Linked DNA regions of Sus scrofa: region 2 is linked to region 1. The links are chromatin contacts, called in public HiChIP or PLAC-seq maps. All regions are on one chromosome and are shown on one strand. The core of a region is the stretch at or near the end of the contact, and the rest is flanking DNA. Distances in the headings are between cores, read along the strand shown. Region 1 overlaps SPG20 (spartin). Region 2 overlaps RFXAP (regulatory factor X-associated protein).

The links. HiChIP or PLAC-seq counts read pairs in DNA pulled down with a chosen protein or histone mark.
Region 2: an H3K27ac HiChIP or PLAC-seq map of alveolar macrophages shows a contact between it and region 1. The contact joins two enhancer-like sites. A contact is called at or near these places in 2 of 5 promoter capture datasets (fetal liver and fetal skeletal muscle) and 1 of 2 datasets of contacts at active chromatin or transcription factors (alveolar macrophages).

Annotation. Positions count from the first base shown.
Region 1 is chr11:12,326,060-12,331,776 of Sscrofa11.1, forward strand. It overlaps SPG20 (spartin), which reads right to left. Exons shown (of 11, transcript XM_021065568.1): 5 at 3,725-3,848. Among named protein-coding and RNA genes, the nearest start is that of SPG20, 17 kb to the right of the region's middle. Within about 2 kb of position 3,387, at least 4 of the 83 cell types and tissues checked have an H3K27ac peak or open chromatin away from gene starts, as enhancers often do. A contact at or near this core is called in alveolar macrophages, where this site is marked.
Region 2 is chr11:12,687,427-12,692,956 of Sscrofa11.1, forward strand. It overlaps RFXAP (regulatory factor X-associated protein), which reads left to right. Exons shown (of 7, transcript XM_013980439.2): 2 at 2,043-2,275; 3 at 2,278-2,443; 4 at 2,446-2,565; 5 at 2,568-2,815; 6 at 4,058-4,165. Among named protein-coding and RNA genes, the nearest start is that of RFXAP, 30 kb to the left of the region's middle. Within about 2 kb of position 2,320, at least 69 of the 83 cell types and tissues checked have an H3K27ac peak or open chromatin away from gene starts, as enhancers often do. A contact at or near this core is called in alveolar macrophages, where this site is marked.

The DNA of each region.
Region 1 (5,717 bases), core at 2,137-4,636:
GACTAATTAATCATAAAATAAATGACAATCAACAAAGGAGAGTTCAAGTAAACTATACTCCTACAATGAGACTATATCAAACGAGAGATGGAGTCCATCAATGACTTCCAGAAAACTAAAGGGCAACGAGATAAATGAAAAGTCACAGGACTAATAAAGAGGAAAAACTAGATGCAAATTGTAAACAAGCTAGCACCACGGAAAAGCATAAGAGAGTAATACGTCAAAACTGTAGAGTCTGGAGTTTCCACTGTGGTGCAATGGCTTAAGAATCTGACTTTACTGGCTCAAGTTGTTGTGGAGTTGCAGGTTCAATCTCTAGCCTAGCAGGGTGGGTTAAAGGACCTGATGTAGCTGCAGCTGTGGTGTAGGTCACAGCTGCACCTTGGATTGAGTTCCTGGCCTGGGAACTTCGATATGCTGCAGGTGCAGGGGGGGGGGGGGGGGGGGGGGGGGGGGGGGGGGGGGGGGGGGGGGGGGGGGGGGGGGCGGTGCAGCCGTAGTTTAAAAAAAAAAAAAAAAAAAAAAAAAAAAAAAAAAGGAAAAACTGCAGAGGTTCCAACAGAAGATATGGAAATAAAGTACTTCATTGGTAGCTATTAAGATCTTTTACATGGCATGCATTAATGTCAGACAGATTTATTCTATCCATGTCTGCATCCTATACACCCAGTTAATGTGAGATACAGCAGGCAATGAGTGAATGCTAACAAACAAGAAACTGGCAGATGACTTAAAATGACCTAACTCAAACCTAACCCAATGGGGGCTCTACTCAGCCTGCTGTCACCAATCCTCTACCTCCTCCCAAATGAGCTTACTAGACTCTACTCCATCCAAAATGTTTGGCAGCTGCATTCTTAGCGTCTAAGTCTAGGCTTCTCAAGCCAATACCCTAAATGTAAATTTTAAGCAGTTATATTACTTTTTAGCTTTTCCATTCGTAAAGTGTAAGACTATAAGCTTTTACTGATCTTTACTCACCTTGGGCTAAGGTGAATGAGCTCAGTTTAGATCCCTGGTTACACATTTTTGTACAGAGCCTACATGAGTCTGGTGGAAACAGATTCTTGACAGGTCAGATAGTTTTCCCTGAAGTAAATCTTTGATATTTCTTGCACCTTTCTTTGTTAGCTATCCCTTGCGTATTTGGTGAGCTAGTTGTTTTTCATTCTAACTATTAAAAAGCATATAAGGAGACAGGTATTCTGAATGGTAGTCAAATGGCTTTAATGTTATCATTAGCGCTACTATGCTAGCCATGAGGGTACAGGATGAGAAGGAAAAGAGTTACTTACAAGCCTGAAGACACTGAAGTCACAACGAGTAAAGAAGGTTACCAGTGTTTTTGCTCATTTTCAAATGATGCACTGCTGAGAGTTCTTTGGAAATCTCTGAAGAGATCTCTCCTTAGGATTAGGTGGCTCTCAGGGTATTCTAACTCTCTGAATTGAACCAATGTGTGGGAGTTCCCGTCATGGCTCAGTGGTTAACGAATCCAACTAGGAACCATGAGGTTGTGGGTTCGATCCCTGGCCTCGCTCAGTGGGTTAAGGATCCAGCATTGCCGTGAGCTGTGGTGTGGGTTGCAGACACAGCTTGGATCCCGAGTTGCTGTAGCTCTGGCTTAGGCTGATGGCTATGGCTCCGATTGACCCCTAGCCTGGGAACCTCCATATGCCTCGAGAGCAGCCCAAGAAATGGCAAAAAGACCAAAAAAAAAAAAAAAAAAAAAAAGCAAAACAAAAAAAAACAACAAAAAACAAAGAATCAATGTATGGAAGCTGTATGGCTCCAGGAGCCTAAGATTCTGTGGCAAGTGCTATTTTCCAAAGATGCCCCAAATCATCATCTCCTGTTCCACGCGTTCTTTCAACATGATCTTGACATTCCTCTCATTGAGAAGTGGGGTCTACGTCATATCCCCCTGAATCTGGGTAGGTGTGTTACTTTCTTATAATGAATGATGCTGGAAATTTCCAAGAGTATGTGAGAAAGGGTAAAGCAGCTTCTGCTGCCTCGTGCCTCATTCACACTTGAACGCTCAGCTACCATGAAGAAGCCAGATTAGCTAAAGGCCGCCATGCTGTGAGAAAGTCAACAGGCTACGTGTAGGCAATCCTAGATTTTGAGCTCTCCCAACCCAGATGTCAGATGTGTGACTGAAGGAGACTTCAGATGATTCCAGCCCCCAGCTACTGAGTCACTAGTCAGTCTTCAAGTCTTCCTACCGGAGGCTCCAATATCATGAAGTAGACACAAGCTGTCCCTGCTATGATCTTTTAGAATACCTGGCCTCAGAATTCCTAAGCATAAACAAATGTTTGCTGTTTCATGCCATTAAGTTTGAGATGGCTTTTTACACATGGATAGTATATAATCTTGTAGCAGTATAAACTCGAAATTTTTACTTACCTTTGAATTTAGTTATCTACATACATGCAGATAAGGACAAGTTTTCTGAATACTGAACTAATAAATAGCTTAGTAGCCTATAAAACTAAGGGGCAAAGTAGTATGAGTGGAGCTTTTTCTTTACAACTTCTTAAAAAATCTCTTTCAAAGGTCTTTTTTTTTTTTTTTTTTTTTTTTTGCTTTTTAGGGCCAAACCTGCAGCATATGAAAATTTCCAGGCTAGGGGTCACATCAGAGCTACAGCTGCTGGCCTACATCACAGCCACAGCAATGCCAGATATGAGCTGTGACTGCAACTTACACCACAACTCAAGGCAATGCTGGATCCTTAACCCACTGAGCAAGGCCAGGGATCCAGCCCACATCCTCAGGGATACTAGTTGGGTTCATTACTGCTGAGCCACAACAGGAATTCCCCAAGGGTCAGTTTTAACTGTTACACATACATATGGAAATTTAGCTTTATCTTTTCTACTCCTCTCAAGCAGCCCTTTGACACTGGGGGAAGTATTTTGTTTGCTCCTAGGCACTTAATCATTTTTTGCTTATTTTATGTTGGTTTTTCATATTGAAGATTTCCTCTGCTTTAGACACTTTTATTATTTTAATGAGTTTTGAGTAGAGAGACTATTGACAGACTTTTAAAACTGGCCGAGATCCCTTACTTGGGTCATGAATCTGATCTAATGACAACTGGCAATGTTTTTAAAAAACAAAATTGAAGGTCTCAATCTGAGAGCTACTAGAGTTGAAAAGTTAAAATGTTAGCCAAGTAAAATATAAATGCATGTGTCAGTAATGCGCATTCTGGTTTTAAGATAAATGATCTGAAGCCTTTTCTAACCATAATTAAATAGGAGGGCCTACTTCCCAAACTGCCTGGCTATAATTCTCAGATCTTCTCATGCCTGCACTGCTGTGTGGTAGGGGAGTGCTGCTTTGCTTCCAAAATTGTGATTACTTCTGGTGGAGAAGGAAAGGGGAAGAGAGAGAAAGGGAGAAAAAAAGATTAAGGGCTAATTTCAAAGGGGAAGGGGAAGTAACTAATTTTACGTTCAGAGAAATTCTTAAAGTTTGGGGATTCTTAAAGCTTTTCACTACCAATTTTCCTAAGAGTAAAACGGAAAAATAAGTTTCCCAAGAAGAACTTACAACTATATGACAACACGTGATATTCAAAGAGACTAGTTCCTTCAACTTTTAACTGTTCATAAACTGATCGTTTAGAATCAAAATATAAAATCATCTAAGTATTCTCTAATGGGATCCAAACATTTCACACTATAAGGGAAAAGTTTTACTATAATACCTGACAAAATGTTTTGAGCCACTTTCTCACTCCATTCAGGTAATTCCTTTGCTTTTTCTTCTGAAACTGGCTCATACGGCACAATGTGACTCAGATTAACTTCCTCACTGGAAGAACCTTTGGCCTAAATAGTAAAAATATTTCAAAATGTGAAATAATAAACACTAATGGGGGAAAAGTCATAAGCATTTTGTAATAAAATACTGAGCCAACAAGTACTACTTAGTGAAGATATTTACAATCAACCTAATTATCAGTACATTTTATTACAAAAATAAGCACATTACCATAACTACTATGAAGTTGAAAACTGTTCCGGTCTTATGTGAGGTCCACTGGTAAGTAAGATTTAAATACCAACATATCTCCAATACAGTATTTATCAAAGCATATTTAAATTGATTTTTTCCTTTCTTTGACTAGATTGAGTTCCTTCATATAGCTAACATTGTCTAGATATTAGTAATGCACACAGTACTTAGTAAGGTTAAAAGATTTCTGCCAAATAACTCAATTGGTAAGGATATATCAAACTGGTTTTGACAGAAATCAAGTACAAGTAAAAATATATAAACAGACTGTGCCATTCCATTTGACTGGAAATGGGAAACACAGAAATAAGTGTACTTTGATAATTTAACAGCTAGGGCCAACACTCAAAATCTCAAAGTTATATTTATTTTCATTTTAAAAAATTAGGAGTAGGCTAACTCAGACCTCATAATGTTATAAAATAACTTGAAATGCCAACTGCCCAACAGAAATACAGTTTCACTTAAAATATTAAACAACATTAAAAACAAAAACTTCTACATGTAGGGAAAAGCCACATAAATAAAACCTAAAGACAAACTGAACAAAATATCTGCAATTTCTATCTTTGACAATGGGCCAACGTCCCTAATACATAAAGAGTTCTAGGAATTGAGAAGAAAAGGACTAGCAATCTGGTAATAAAAATAAAAATGGACAAGGATAACAACATCACACAGGAAACAAAATTCAAGTTACCCTTAGGCACTGGCTCAACTTCACTCATAATGAAATCACTATGAATCTATTCCAATACACTATTTCTCAGCAACAGACTCCCAAAATACAGAAAGAGTGACCGCCCACTCTGTTGAGCAGGCTATGCGGAGACAGGTACTCTCACACACTACTGGTGGAGTGCTGAATAGTATAATGCTTAGGGAAGGCAACTTAGCAAAATCTATCAAAATTACAAATGCACTTATCTGTTTATAGACGTACTTTGATCTAATGAACACACTGGGTAGAAATTATCTCTTTGATAATCTGTCCTCCAAACTAGATGACAAATCCTTTGAACTGAGAAATTTAATCTTTTCTCCACTGTGCTCAGCTTTCTAGCACTCAATAAATATTTATTGAACTCTAATATAAAATTACCATTTAGAACATATTACATACTCAGAATCTAAGAAATGAAAGAAGAAACTAAATATATTTTTAAAAATCCATTTTTCTCGGTCCTGTTGACTATTTATAGAGAAAGAAGGAATGAATAAAAATGGCAGTGTAAAGAAAAGCATGCCTAGCCCCAAGATCTAGGTGGAGAATAACACAAAACAAAACAAAAAAATATATCATTAATGTAAATATATACAGATGGACAAACAGCACGTGGTTAGTCATCAGGGAAATGTGCTTATCGCCACAATGAGATATCACCACACACCCACAGGTATGGCTAAGCTTCAGAAAAAAAGAAACCGAAAAAAATTGGCAAGGATGTAGAAAAAATTCATATTTTGTGGGTGGAAATGCAAAGTGGGAAAGCCATTTTGAAAAACTGCTTGGCAATGTCTTATAAAATTAAACACATACCTACTTGATTTTTTTGTATTTACTTATTCCTAATTAAAGTATAGTTGATTTACAATGTTGTGCCTTTTTTATTTTTTCCATATCCCTACTCTATGACCCACTCCTATTTACTCAAGAGAAATAAAAATGTGTCTACACACAC
Region 2 (5,530 bases), core at 1,070-3,569, 360 kb after region 1:
TGTTTAGCACACAATTTACAAATAATGATACAAGACACAAGTCCTTTTATCATAAATTCCATACACCCAAAACTTCAGTGTGACTTGCCACTTCCTGCAAAATCCATACCAGTTTTTATAATTATCTAATCAATGTTTCACAAGCTGACAATAAATAAATGCTTGATTTCTAATACAAGCAAAGAAGTTGCTCATATTATTGACCAAGAGTGTGGTTCTGAGGTGCATGTTGGCTGATGTGTCTGTTTACATTAAACCAAAAGTTAAACAATGAAGATGTCAGCACTTCACTTGTTCTTAATCATGTAAGCAACTTCTTTGCTGCAATCATGATGGTTGTCAAAAGATGAAATAATATTTCCTCCATGGGGGGGGATGACAGTGTGAGAGCCATAGACACGAAACATTTTAAGTTTAATCTTAGCAGTTTTACTACCACTTTCTTAAGTTTGGAAACAACCAACAATAATTCAAGTCCTGCTTTGATGATTTCCATGGTGTAAACACTCCCACCATAGCTGGTTTCAAACTTCCAGCATGACAATCCTTCCCAACACCACTTAAATAGTTCTTCACATACAAATACAAGAGACAAACAATCTTATCATCATGGCTAAGAGTAAAACAATTAGAAAGAGATGAGTTCTGAGTTTTTTAACCTTTTTTTCTTTTCTTTGTCTTCCTTACAGCTGCACCTGTGGCATTTGTTAAGTTCCCAGGCCAGGGATCCAATCAGAGCTACCTGAGCTGCAACTGCTGGCCTAGGCCACAGCCACCAGCAACACGGGATTGGAGCCTCCTCTTCCACCTACACCACCCAGATCTTTAACTCACTAAGCAAGGCGGTGGATGGAACCCACATCCTCACGGACTCTTTTGTCAGGTTCTTGACCCACTTAGCCACAACGGAAACTCCTTAACCTTTGCCTTGAACTTAATTCAATTGTAAATTTATGTAATTTAATTTTTAACTAAAATCGTGACATTTTAACAGCAGGCTCTTATCACCTGGCTCCAGCACACAACAGGCTGCCTGTTTTACCAAAGAGAAGACGGCAGCCCAGAGAGGGCATCACTGAAGAGCCCTGGTTACACAGTGCCACTCAGGTCGGTCTAATTCCAAACCCTCTCCCTTCCTCTCCTTAAAATGCAGCTGGTGACCCACCCAAACACTAATGTGAACGGATTTATCATTTGTTGGAGAACCATGGCTTTCCTTTCCAATAGGCATAATGGGAGCTCTGAGTAGACGAGAAGGAAGAAATAAAAGGAACGAGCACAGCTACCGGACAGTTTGATTCAGGACATGGGCAGGATCCGATCCCTCCTGAGATCTGGCTAAGTCAAGATTCAGCAACCAGCAACTGTGCGACCACCGGTAGAAATGATAGATCATTGGTTTTGTTTTTGGGGGGTTTTTTTTTTTTAGCGTCATTCAATGTTCCTTTTCATTTAGCTAATTAAAGTGGTATTTAAGACTTACCTCAGAGGTGCTAGCAAAGGCCAGGTTTCAAAAATCAGCAAATAAGTTTCCCAGAGAGGAAAATGTTTCAAGAGGAAGGCATCTAGTTCTCAACACAAATACACCTTGGCCCCGGGGTCCGGTCCACTCCTTCTCCACTGCACCATTTCCAAACCGGCCGCCTCTGCCTTCATTGCTAACTAGTGCTGTCCGGTTGCGACACCATCACATCCCGGCTTCACACCTCCCATTTCAGGCACTTTGGGGCGAAATATTATCAAGAGCGTCTCGACGCCACAAGTCAAAAGATGGCTCAGACACAATCTGAATTTACATCGAAGAGCTCCAGTACAAAGTGCTTTGAAACGTTTCAGACAGAGTAGGTCCCAGTCACAAAGCGGTGCCCCACGCAGCCCCGCAGGAGCTCAGATGCACTCAGCCACCCGGGCGCCGAGCGTCGCATCTCCCGCCACGGCCAACCGCACATGCGCACTCCGCCCCTCCGGCGGAGGCTTAGCCCCGCCCCTCAGAGACGCCGGGTGCCCAGAAAGGCACGAAGCGTAGGGACGCTCACGCGCAGGCTGCAGCTGCGCAGGCGCAGTCGGGGTGCTGTCGCGGATCCGCCCCCTCTTCCCCTCGGCGGGCCGGGGTCGGTGGTTTGCTCAGTGCAGTTGGGCCCAGCAGGTGCAGAAAGGCTGGGGTCGTGGACCCCCACCAGGTCTCAGCAGCACGGAGGTGCAGGCTGTCGCCGAGGGCGCGGGGCCGGGCGCCGCCAGCGGCGCGCTCCGCCCCGGGGCCCCAGCCTCTGCCCCGGCCAGGCCCTGGCTGCCGCCCCGGTCCCGGCTGCGGCCTCTCAGTTCACCCTGCTGGTGATGCGCCCCTGTGGAGGGCAGGACGAGGCTGCGGCAGAGGGCGTCCTGAGGCAGGCTCCGGCACTGGGGGGCAGCGCCGGGACGGGCAAGCCTGTTGGCTACCTGTGTGAAGTGGCGGGGATGGCGAGGACGAGGCGGGGGAGGACGAAACCGACCTGCTGGACACTTCGGACCCCCCAGGGGGAGGCGAGAGCACGGCTAGCTTGGAGGATCTGGAAGACGAGGAGACACACTCGGGGGCGAGGGCGGCAGCGGGGGAGCCCGGAGACGGGGCAGCGGCGGGACCAGCATGAGCAAGACCTGCACCTATGAGGGCTGCAGTGAGACCACAAGCCAGGTGGCCAAGCAGCGCAAGCCCTGGATGTGCAAGAAGCACCGCAACAAGATGTACAAGGACAAGTACAAAAAGAAGAAAAGTGACCAGGCTCTGAACTGCGGTGGGGCCGCCCCGGCTGGCAGCGCAGGACACGTCAAACTGGAGGTATCAGTTGGGATCTGTGGGAGTGGGAGGTGGACGAAAAAAACGCCGCTCTTGCCTGCTTCTCCAGCGCCTGCCCACCGGCTCCCAAGCAGGCCAGGTTGCTGTGGCTGGACTTGTGGGTTCAGAGTTAGTGTTTGCCCTCAATTAAAGTTTATGCAAACATGTGCAAAGCCTGAACAGTTCTGGTGCATCCTTGTTAGAGATGAATAAATTTCGGTGAAAATGATGTCACACGTCAGCAAAGCTCTCACTTCAGAGATCTGGGATATGGGCCGAAACAGCAGATAGTAAATGATCTGATTCATCACTAGAGGAGCAGGCACAGAGATGTAGGAACCTAGATGAAATTAGTATTTCGGAGAAGGTAATCTCTTCCTGTTTTCACTACTCCATTTTCAGTATCCTTTTTTTTTAGTATATTATTCTTAGTACCCCTATTAAAAGTACTCTTGTAGTGTTCTTAATGTTACATTCTCAGTTAACCCTATTCTCAGTACTCTGTTCTTAGTACTTTATGCTTAGTACTCTGTCCTCAGGGCCCTCTTCTCAGAATTTTCTTCTTGGTACCTCAATTCTCAGTAAAAGAGCATCTCACTTATTACAGAATGACAGAGGGTAGTTGTTTGTCCTTCTCTTTGGTCCAGAGGTACTTACTCACTTCAGAACTCTTTACAGAGAGAGGAGATAGTGTACTTTTTTCCAAGAAGGACGTGTTTTACCTATAGCTATTTTCTTTTTTTTAATTGCCCAGAATTTACATCTGCCATTTGAGGAAAATGTATAAAAGGCCAATAGATTTTGAATTAGTCTCCACCCCCCACAAAAAGAACCTTAATAATTTTCCTATTCTGAAATAATTTGCATGATTTTCTGGGAAGATAATTAATTGCTATAAGCAACAGATAACAGCCATTTACCTTATAGAATGGGACACTTTTTCAGTTCTGAGGAATCAAGAGCTGCAAGTCTTTATCTTTGTTGAACTGAATGTAAAGAAAATAACAAGTAGAAACAGTCAGGATACAGTAAGACCAGTTAGACAGTACTGCTTTAGTAGTGGAAAGGATAGATCATTGTAGGCCGAGATAGCCTAGAAAGGCTTTGGACTTATCTAAAGTCCCACAGGGACTGGGCAACAAGGAAGAAAAGCGAAGACCCATTCATTACATCATTGAAACGCCTATAATCATGGATTATTATATCAACATTTAATCCTATTTGCATTTTTATCTTTTATCCCAGGAAAGTGCAGATAACATACTCTCCATTGTTAAACAAAGAACAGGATCTTTTGGGGATCGACCTGCAAGACCTACTCTTTTAGAGCAAGTGTTAAATCAAAAAAGACTGGTAAATATCTGTTTGTAAAGTAGTTCCAAATCTAACAAAAGCTGTTTGTTATAAATGGAACTATTTAGATTTTGAGATTTTAAAACTTGTTAAACTGGTCATCAGAATGGAATTGTGCCTCTACCAGTACACTTTGGGATCTCATAAAGACAAAATTACAAAGAAACTATGAATTTGACTACATAAAAATGAATACTGGAGTCAGAAATGGTGGTAAAAATAAAAATGCAAACTTCAAAATAACAGGTAGGAAAAATATTTGCAACCAATATGAAAGACTATGGTTAATATGGTTGACACATTTATTATAAAAACTATTCATACAAATTGATGAGGAAAATCTTTTGGCCTCAATACACTGCAAAAAATACAAGCAGAAAAAAGCAGAAATACATTTATTAAATGATATGGAAAGATATTTAATATCTGTGAAAATCACCCAATAGATAGCACAATAAGTGAAACTTACTTAAATACTAACACGCAGTGATGGTGAGGGTTCCATAAAAGGGGCGCTCATACTGCTGATGGTGTCACATCTTAATACAACACTTTAGAAAGCAGTTGGGCAGTTAGTATCAGGGGTCCTTAAAATGATCTTCCCTTTATTCAGAAATCCAACTTACTGTGAGGACATTCGCAGGAAATAAATCCTAAATATGGATAAAGCTAATAAGCATAAGAGTATTGCCAGAAATGTATTTATCACAAATAGTAAAAATAGGAGTTCCCGTCATGGCTCAGTGGTTAACGAATCCAACTAGGAATGATGAGGTTGCGGGTTCGATCCCTTGCTTTTGCTCGGTGGGTTAAGGATCCAGTGTTGCTGTGAGCTGTGGTGTAGGCCGGCAGCTGTAGCTCCGATTGGACCCCTAGCCTGGGAACCTCCATATGTCTCAGGTGCAGCCCTAGAAGGCAAAAAGACCAAAAGAAAAAAAAAAAAAAAGTAAAATAGTTTAAACTCCAGTATTCATCAGTCTCCTAACAGCTAAGTAGACTACTGTCCATTTGCTTAATAGAAGTTGGGCTGTCTTTACAAATAAATTTTAAACAAAACTATTTAATAAATAGAAAAAGTACTATGCTATAATAGGAAATTTTAAAATCAGTATTTAATGATAGCATTTCCACTTTATTTGGTTTATCTTGTTCAATTTAGGTTCAAGGGTTTTTTCCCTCATCAATGTATATGTGTATTTTATTAAAAACATATTAGCCATAGTCCATTATATCTATTATATGAGTATAACTATATTTAAAACCACTAAGTGTATAAAACTGTATTGGTTGTTTTAGCACAGGTATTTTTTTTTCTGAAATTTTGGTAATGTGCTAATATTTTTTCACTAATATATATATGCACAC